2 separate regions of the Mus musculus genome follow, and region 2 is linked to region 1. A link is a contact called in public promoter capture Hi-C data. All regions are on one chromosome and are shown on one strand. Each heading gives the region's core, a stretch centred on a gene start, on an enhancer-like site or on the middle of the called end of the contact. The rest is flanking DNA. Distances are from core to core; before and after follow the strand shown. Region 1 overlaps Zc3h12d (zinc finger CCCH type containing 12D). Region 2 has its middle 15 kb from the start of Gm24374.

Evidence for each region. Promoter capture Hi-C pulls out the DNA fragments that hold promoters and counts their contacts.
Region 2: a promoter capture Hi-C map of liver shows a contact between it and region 1, with 3 times the contacts expected there. The contact joins two enhancer-like sites. A contact is called at or near these places in 10 of 39 promoter capture datasets (the 3T3-L1 cell line, cranial neural crest, embryonic stem cells and 6 more).

Annotation. Positions count from the first base shown.
Region 1 is chr10:7,837,840-7,841,049 of GRCm38.p6, forward strand. It overlaps Zc3h12d (zinc finger CCCH type containing 12D), which reads left to right. Exons shown (of 6, transcript NM_172785.3): 2 at 1,926-2,309. The coding sequence starts at 1,996. Among named protein-coding and RNA genes, the nearest start is that of Mir5104, 3.1 kb to the left of the region's middle. Within about 2 kb of position 1,927, at least 66 of the 459 cell types and tissues checked have an H3K27ac peak or open chromatin away from gene starts, as enhancers often do. A contact at or near this core is called in liver, where this site is marked.
Region 2 is chr10:8,656,488-8,659,758 of GRCm38.p6, forward strand. No RefSeq gene overlaps it. Among named protein-coding and RNA genes, the nearest start is that of Gm24374, 15 kb to the left of the region's middle. Within about 2 kb of position 2,009, at least 24 of the 459 cell types and tissues checked have an H3K27ac peak or open chromatin away from gene starts, as enhancers often do. A contact at or near this core is called in liver, where this site is marked.

The DNA of each region.
Region 1 (3,210 bases), core at 677-3,176:
AGATTCATTTCACTCTGAGTAAGGACTAGCTGAGCCACTGGTAGGTAGTGAGGTGGCCGAGGTCAGAGCCACAGGGCAACACAGCTGTTCTGCAGGCTCAGGAACTTGGCGTCCTTTCTGTAGTCACTAGGGGTTGGGGTAGATGGAAATATGGTTAGATTTTTGTTGATATAATTCTGGGTCCAAGCCAGAGGGCTTGCACAGAGGCAGAGTGGGAGCAAACATTCTGGGGCAGCAGTAGAGGTCTCTCTGTCTAGAAGGTTGTACTTGAAACGCTCTGTGCTTGGCAGCCTCTGACTTAGTCTGTCCCGGTTCCTGCCCTGGAAGGACAGGTCTTCAGAAGCACGTGACAGCCAAGTGGGAGGCTAGCCCAGAAGCACACCTCCTGCTAAGGATTCATACAGAAGATTGGGTTGCAAAGGTGAAGAGTCCATAGCATTGGGAAGGGGGTGGGGCAGTGAAAGGAGCATGCGCAAGAATCTTCAGTAAGCAGCATCTGTAGCAGTGGAAAAACAGGAGTCGGACTAAAATTTGCGTCATTCGGCGTATGGTTAACCCTAAAGACCATCATTCATTCATTCATTCATTCATTCACCATCAAGTTTGATTCTGGGCATACAACAGCCAGATCATGGAAACTGGCGGGACAAGATGTTCAATCTGAGTTTTAAAGGACAAAGGCAAGCTGCTGACTAACGATACACACAGCTCGGCATCATGCATGCAAAAATAAGCCAGAGGCAACCCCAAGACCATATCCGTGTGTCTCTATTAAATGCAGGTGGGTGCAAAGAGAAAGCGCTGGAGTCGTGCGTAGGAGGCGCTGGAGGTGTAGAGCTTGTTTTATACCTTCTTTCTACTTCTGCGCTGTTGGGCTCCTTTATGGGGACTAGGTTTTCATGGATCATCTGTATAGTTTTACACATTTTTGAATGGTGTCAAGTTTCTGTGACTAGCAGAGAGTCCCGGAGTGCCCTGAGTATTCCATTTTCTCCCTTTGAACACAACTGTCAGGTGCAGGCTCTTCATTGTCACCTCTACACAGGAGATATGACAGGCCATGCTGAGTGTCCCCAGAGGAAGAGCCCAATATGAGTCTGGATTGTTTATTTTTAAGGTTAAGTGTAATCTGAGTCAGTCAATTGAGCTAGACTGCAGAGTTGGGTTCCCGGGTAGCCTTGCCTGTCTGGGAGGGGCCGGCCCCCTTCTGTGAGTATTCTCTTGTGGGTGAGCCAGCAGCCTATACTGCCTGCCAGGATTGCTATAACCAGGACCGATGTAGCCATTTTGGCAAGCAAGGGCTGACACAATAGAAAGCCACTGTGTTCTGGAGGCTGCAAGTTCTAGATCAAAGAGTCAACAATGTTGGTTCCTTCCCTGGTCTCACGCCCTAACCTGCTCACAACCACAGGAGTCCCTCCACCCTCCTAAGCTAATATGTGTGTGTGTCTAAAGTACCTTGTCTCTTCTTGTAGAGCATCTGTTTAGGGTGAAGGTATGTCCCCAAGGACCTGATTTGAAAGGTCTTTTTCTCCAAATACTGTGACACCCGGAGGTATTGGTGCTAACCACTTCAGTACAGAAATCTGGGTGGATGGCATCTTGCTCCTAACAGAGTCTCTAAAAAGGTTTGTCTGGTTTGGTGCCCTACTTGGCTCTTGCCACCCTGGGCCCTGGTTAACTTTCCCTGTACAGGCACACAGGAACAAAGGCATCAGAGAATACACTAAAAGTAAAAGAGGCATAATTGCATCGGTGGCTTGCCAGCCACACCAAGCAAATGAAAATCCCCAAGGGGACCTGGAGCCACATGATTTCCTGATAGATAACGCCACGAGGGAGGAGCACGCTGCGTGCCCTTCTCACCCGGTAGCCTGCCTGCCAGGCTGCTCGGCAAACACCTGACGACTGTTTTTTCATTTTAGCTCATGCCTGTGCTGTTCTGCCAGGAGGAAGCTTGGGGCAGGAGCCGGGCCAAGCAACAGCTGGCACAATATGGAGCATCGGAGCAAGATGGAATTTTTCCAGAAACTGGGCTACAGCCAGGAGGACGTGGTCAGGGTGCTGGGCAAACTGGGTGACAGTGCCTTGGTCAATGACGTGCTTCAAGAGTTGATCCAGACCGGCAGTCGCCCAAGGGCCCAGGAGGATCCAGCCAGTGGCACCGGGGTAGTGCTGATTCCCCGGGGATGCTGCGGGGTCCAAGACTCTGCCCAGCAGGGCCTGGGACCAGGCCTAGAAGAGGCTGGCGGAGATCCAGCCCGCTTCCTGCGGCCCATAGTGATCGATGGCAGCAATGTGGCTATGAGGTAGCATCTTTGGTTTCCTTCATCTTATTACTGAGCGCTGGGGCCAGAGACCTTGTTATCAGGAGTCCTGGGAAACATTTCCTCTCTGTGGTTTGGTTCAAAGAGTTTTAGGACTGATGGATGAATTTTTAAAAACTATTCTACAAATCAATAGGTTTCCTAATGGCATAGTCATACATGTATGTCACATGCTTGGCCCACACTTTCTACTACCCCTCTTGTCTCTTCTCCTTTCTTCCCACTGGTCCCCTCCCTCCTCAACAAATAGTCCCCTTATCCTTCCCTGCTATATATATATATATACACACACACACACACACACACACACACACACACACACACACAATATATAAAGTGAGATTCCATATATATGCCATCTCCGACTTTCTGAGTCTGGCTTCTATTGATTAAGATGAATCTTAAGTATTATTGTTTTCCTGCAAACGACATAATCATCATTTTTTAAAATGTATATGCCATTGTGTATACACATTACATTTCTTTTAGTCTCCAGACTAAAAAGACCCTTTAATTATTTATTAAAATCCATACATCTCTGCAGAGAAGCAATAGTAATTGTGCACATATATGGCATAATACGTATCATTGTAAGCCATTCATGGCTTTGAAAGTAGATGGGCCCCAGATCCAGGCCTGCAGGAAAAACTAAAAAGTAGATTCCCATCAGTTCTGCAGATACCTGGATTTTAACCCAAAAACTCCTCTCAGGCTTCAGAAACAAAAGCTGCTCCAGAAACAAAAGCACACTAAGACGTGGTATTGTGAGCCATCAAATGACAGCAGGTGTTAGCCTGCAGGGACCATCTGGAAGGTAACTTTCCAGTAGTTGCAGGGGGGAGGGGGTCGTAGTGAGGAACAGCTACCCAAAGTCAGGCTACTG
Region 2 (3,271 bases), core at 759-3,258, 820 kb after region 1:
GGAAATGTAGATTTGCCAAGGATGAGGACGTAGGACGTGGGAGCGCTTATGTGGCTTTCTGTAGGATTCCAGACCTTATTGTGTTCAGGGTGGTGATTCTGTGTGGCCATTCTGGGAAAAGGACAGTGCAGATATAAACTGGAGTTCTTTATGACCTCTGACAAGATAAACCGGTGACCCCATTGTAGTCCAGCTGCAATAAACTGATGTCTTCTGCAACATGCAGAGAGGGCCATAGTGATCCAACCTGGACCAGATGAACAGCTCAGCAGTATCACTGCAGCCCAAAGGATGCTTTTAGAAGAGACATAGTACTTTTCCCCTTACCTTTTCCTCTTCCTCCTCCTCCTCCTCCTCCTCCTCCTCCTCAGCTAACAATGCAATGTGGACATCCAAATGTTTTTCTGTGCACATGAAGACAGATCCTTCAGATTATTTAGCTAATGAGCAAAGGCTGCCACGACCTCCACTTTCGACAATTTCACACACATTGATTGTATTTTTAATTGCATTCAGCTCTTTTCTTCCCCTTGCAGCTTTTGATGCAAAGGAAATTTTGTAGAAAGACAGAAAGCTCGTTATTTAAAGGAGTGAGGTGATGGTGTCTAATCTGCGGCACGAAGATTAATTTTATAGTATCGGGTGTAACAACCACCAGAGTAACTCAAACAGTGTAACCAGATGATGCAGAGTCTTAAACCAGAGGTCCCAAAATGGCAGATGGACTGTTCATGGAGAATCATTCCTTGTGATTCATTGTGTGCCCTTCCTCTTATCTCATATTCATGAAGCAGAGCTCTGCATCCTGCTGTGGCCAGTCATCTTGTCTAATGAGAAGCTGCCCCTGCCCCAACCCAGGACACACACACAATTCTATCTCTTCAGATGTTTGGATACTTCAAAATACCCTCTTATTCTCCTATTAGAGGCAACAGGAAGGTTGGTTGTTCTGGGAGTGCCTTACCCAATGAATGCCCTGCAGGAGACCAGCAAGGCAGTGTTGCTGCAGAGCCAAATCTTCTGTCATAGGACAGTGTTTTATAGAAAGAACAAAGTTTAAGAAATAGAATGAAGTTGATCTTTTCTTTGGAACAAAATCAATCTCTCTCTCTCTCTCTCTCTCTCTCTCTCTCTCTCTCTCTCTCTCTCTCTCCCTCCTTCCCTCCCTCCCTCCCCCCCCCCCAATCTTCCCTGCTTTCCCATCTCTTTCTTGGCTGAACTTTTACAGTTGGGAGGAAGTGTTGAGTAAGCTTCTGATGTAAAAACTGGCACAAGGTTAAAGGCCTTACAGAATAAGCAAGTCTATCAAACGCTGTCTGGCAAATGAAAGTATGAATGTCAGCTCAGGTGGGGCATATGAAGTAGGTTTTTGTGTCATGGTATGATGGCTAGTTTTCTCAGGACAGAGCCTCCTGAAGATGTTATTGCTGGTGCACGGACTCCTATGCTTAAAACTATAACCTTTGCATTCCCAGGCCATTAAAACCCACTTTCCCTCAGTGCCCCAGTATCTGACCTGAGGAAGCTAGCTGGTTCTAGCAGTAAGAGCAGAGAAGGAAACAGTTAACGAGGAGTGCTTTGGCAATGAACTTCTTGCACACATCACTCACACATATAGAAATTATTCATGGCGATTGGGGGATGCTTGGCCTGTGACAGGACCATCAGGTTTTTAACAGACAAAGCCTGTTGGAATGTTCCAGGGTTTGTCATTTTCTCAATTCTGTCTCTTTAGCACAATTCTGGGTTTGCTTCAGGACTTTGTGGGAACTCAGATCCTCCAGACCTTACACTCAGATGTGGGAGGATTTTTTACATGTTTGGTTCTCTTTGTTTGGTCTTCCAGACAAGCCAGGCACCACTCGGTGGGACACAGGGTTAGTAGCACTGTGGCCTGATGACTAAGGCAATGAAATAAGTTTTGGTGTTGGCACAGTACCACACAACAAATCCCATAGTGTCAGCCACTTTGGCCAGATGGATTGCTCAAGCTTTTGGATGCATCATTCTCAAGTACACATAATCACTGCAGGCCCAGTTCATGGAAAAAGGACCCGGTGTTTGTGTGGGTGTTGCTTCCTGCTACTTCCTTTGGGCAACCAATCCCAAAATCAGAGCCTATAATCAATATTGTCCTGGTTTCCTCTTTTAGGGGCTTAGCAATGTTTACATATTAGAAATTGGTTGCATGCAGATAAAATGATATTATTTCCAAATATCTCAGATTTTTTTTTGAGACTTGGGCTTGGTTTCAAGTAGGCTGTACCATTGCCTTTTAAAGTACATTCTGTACTCAAAACATCAGGTTCCAGACTTTTACTTTCCAAGTCAGCTAAGGCATTTTACTGCATTTATTTTAAAAAGTAACTTGCCTGCCCAAGAAAGACAAATTTATCGAAAAGTAAATTAAGCCTCGTCAAAAGCCATTTAAACCAAATATTCTATTCACTTATGTTGACAGATCAACAAGAAATTAAAATTTTCCCTTCAATCAATATTTACCACACACAGGGAACTTAATGAGCTAGAGAGCCAGCGTGATGTGGGGCCCCTCTTCAAGGAACTCAGTCTAGTCGAAGATGCAAAGCTGGTGTTCTTGACTGATTGTCAACAAGGACCCTGGATAAGTAATCAGGTGCGATTGGTGCAGGGCAGCTTGTTGCTGTCATAGATGCTTAGGGAGAAGGAAACTAGAAAAAAGAGAAAAAGACAAGCAAGTCTTAGAGAAGGGTAGAAAATACAGACTTTTGAAGTCCTGTTGGATTTAAAACATCTCAGAAGAAGAGTTTCCATGTAAGGAAAATATTAAAGCGATGAGAATATGGTAGAGCTGTATGCCAAGACCAGACCAACACAGGTGGGGGTTCAGACTGGAGTCATGGAGGTTTGGACTGGTAAGAAACGACAGCAAAATGTGCGGATGAGAGTCAGGGTTGAAGGGGTGATGTGCCAGAAACCGCAGAGACATTTTGATGAAGTTAGATCCCAGCATGCTTCAACTGGGTAAGAAATCAGGTCTTGTGTCATGATGCAAAAACAAGCAGGAAGCCTTAGACAATCTTGCTACGAGCAAATTGGAAAAGGGGAGAGATGCCACTTTTCAACTGCCATGGAGAAAGACCAGAGAGCGGGTGTAAGCAGTAAAGGAGCAGGCAGGTCATTGGTTACAGATCATAGGTCTCTAAGCCCAGACGTCGTGCCCATTATGACCAGAGAATGAATCCACACTACATGGGATTGAGGAAATATGGATGTTATTATCAGAGAGGAG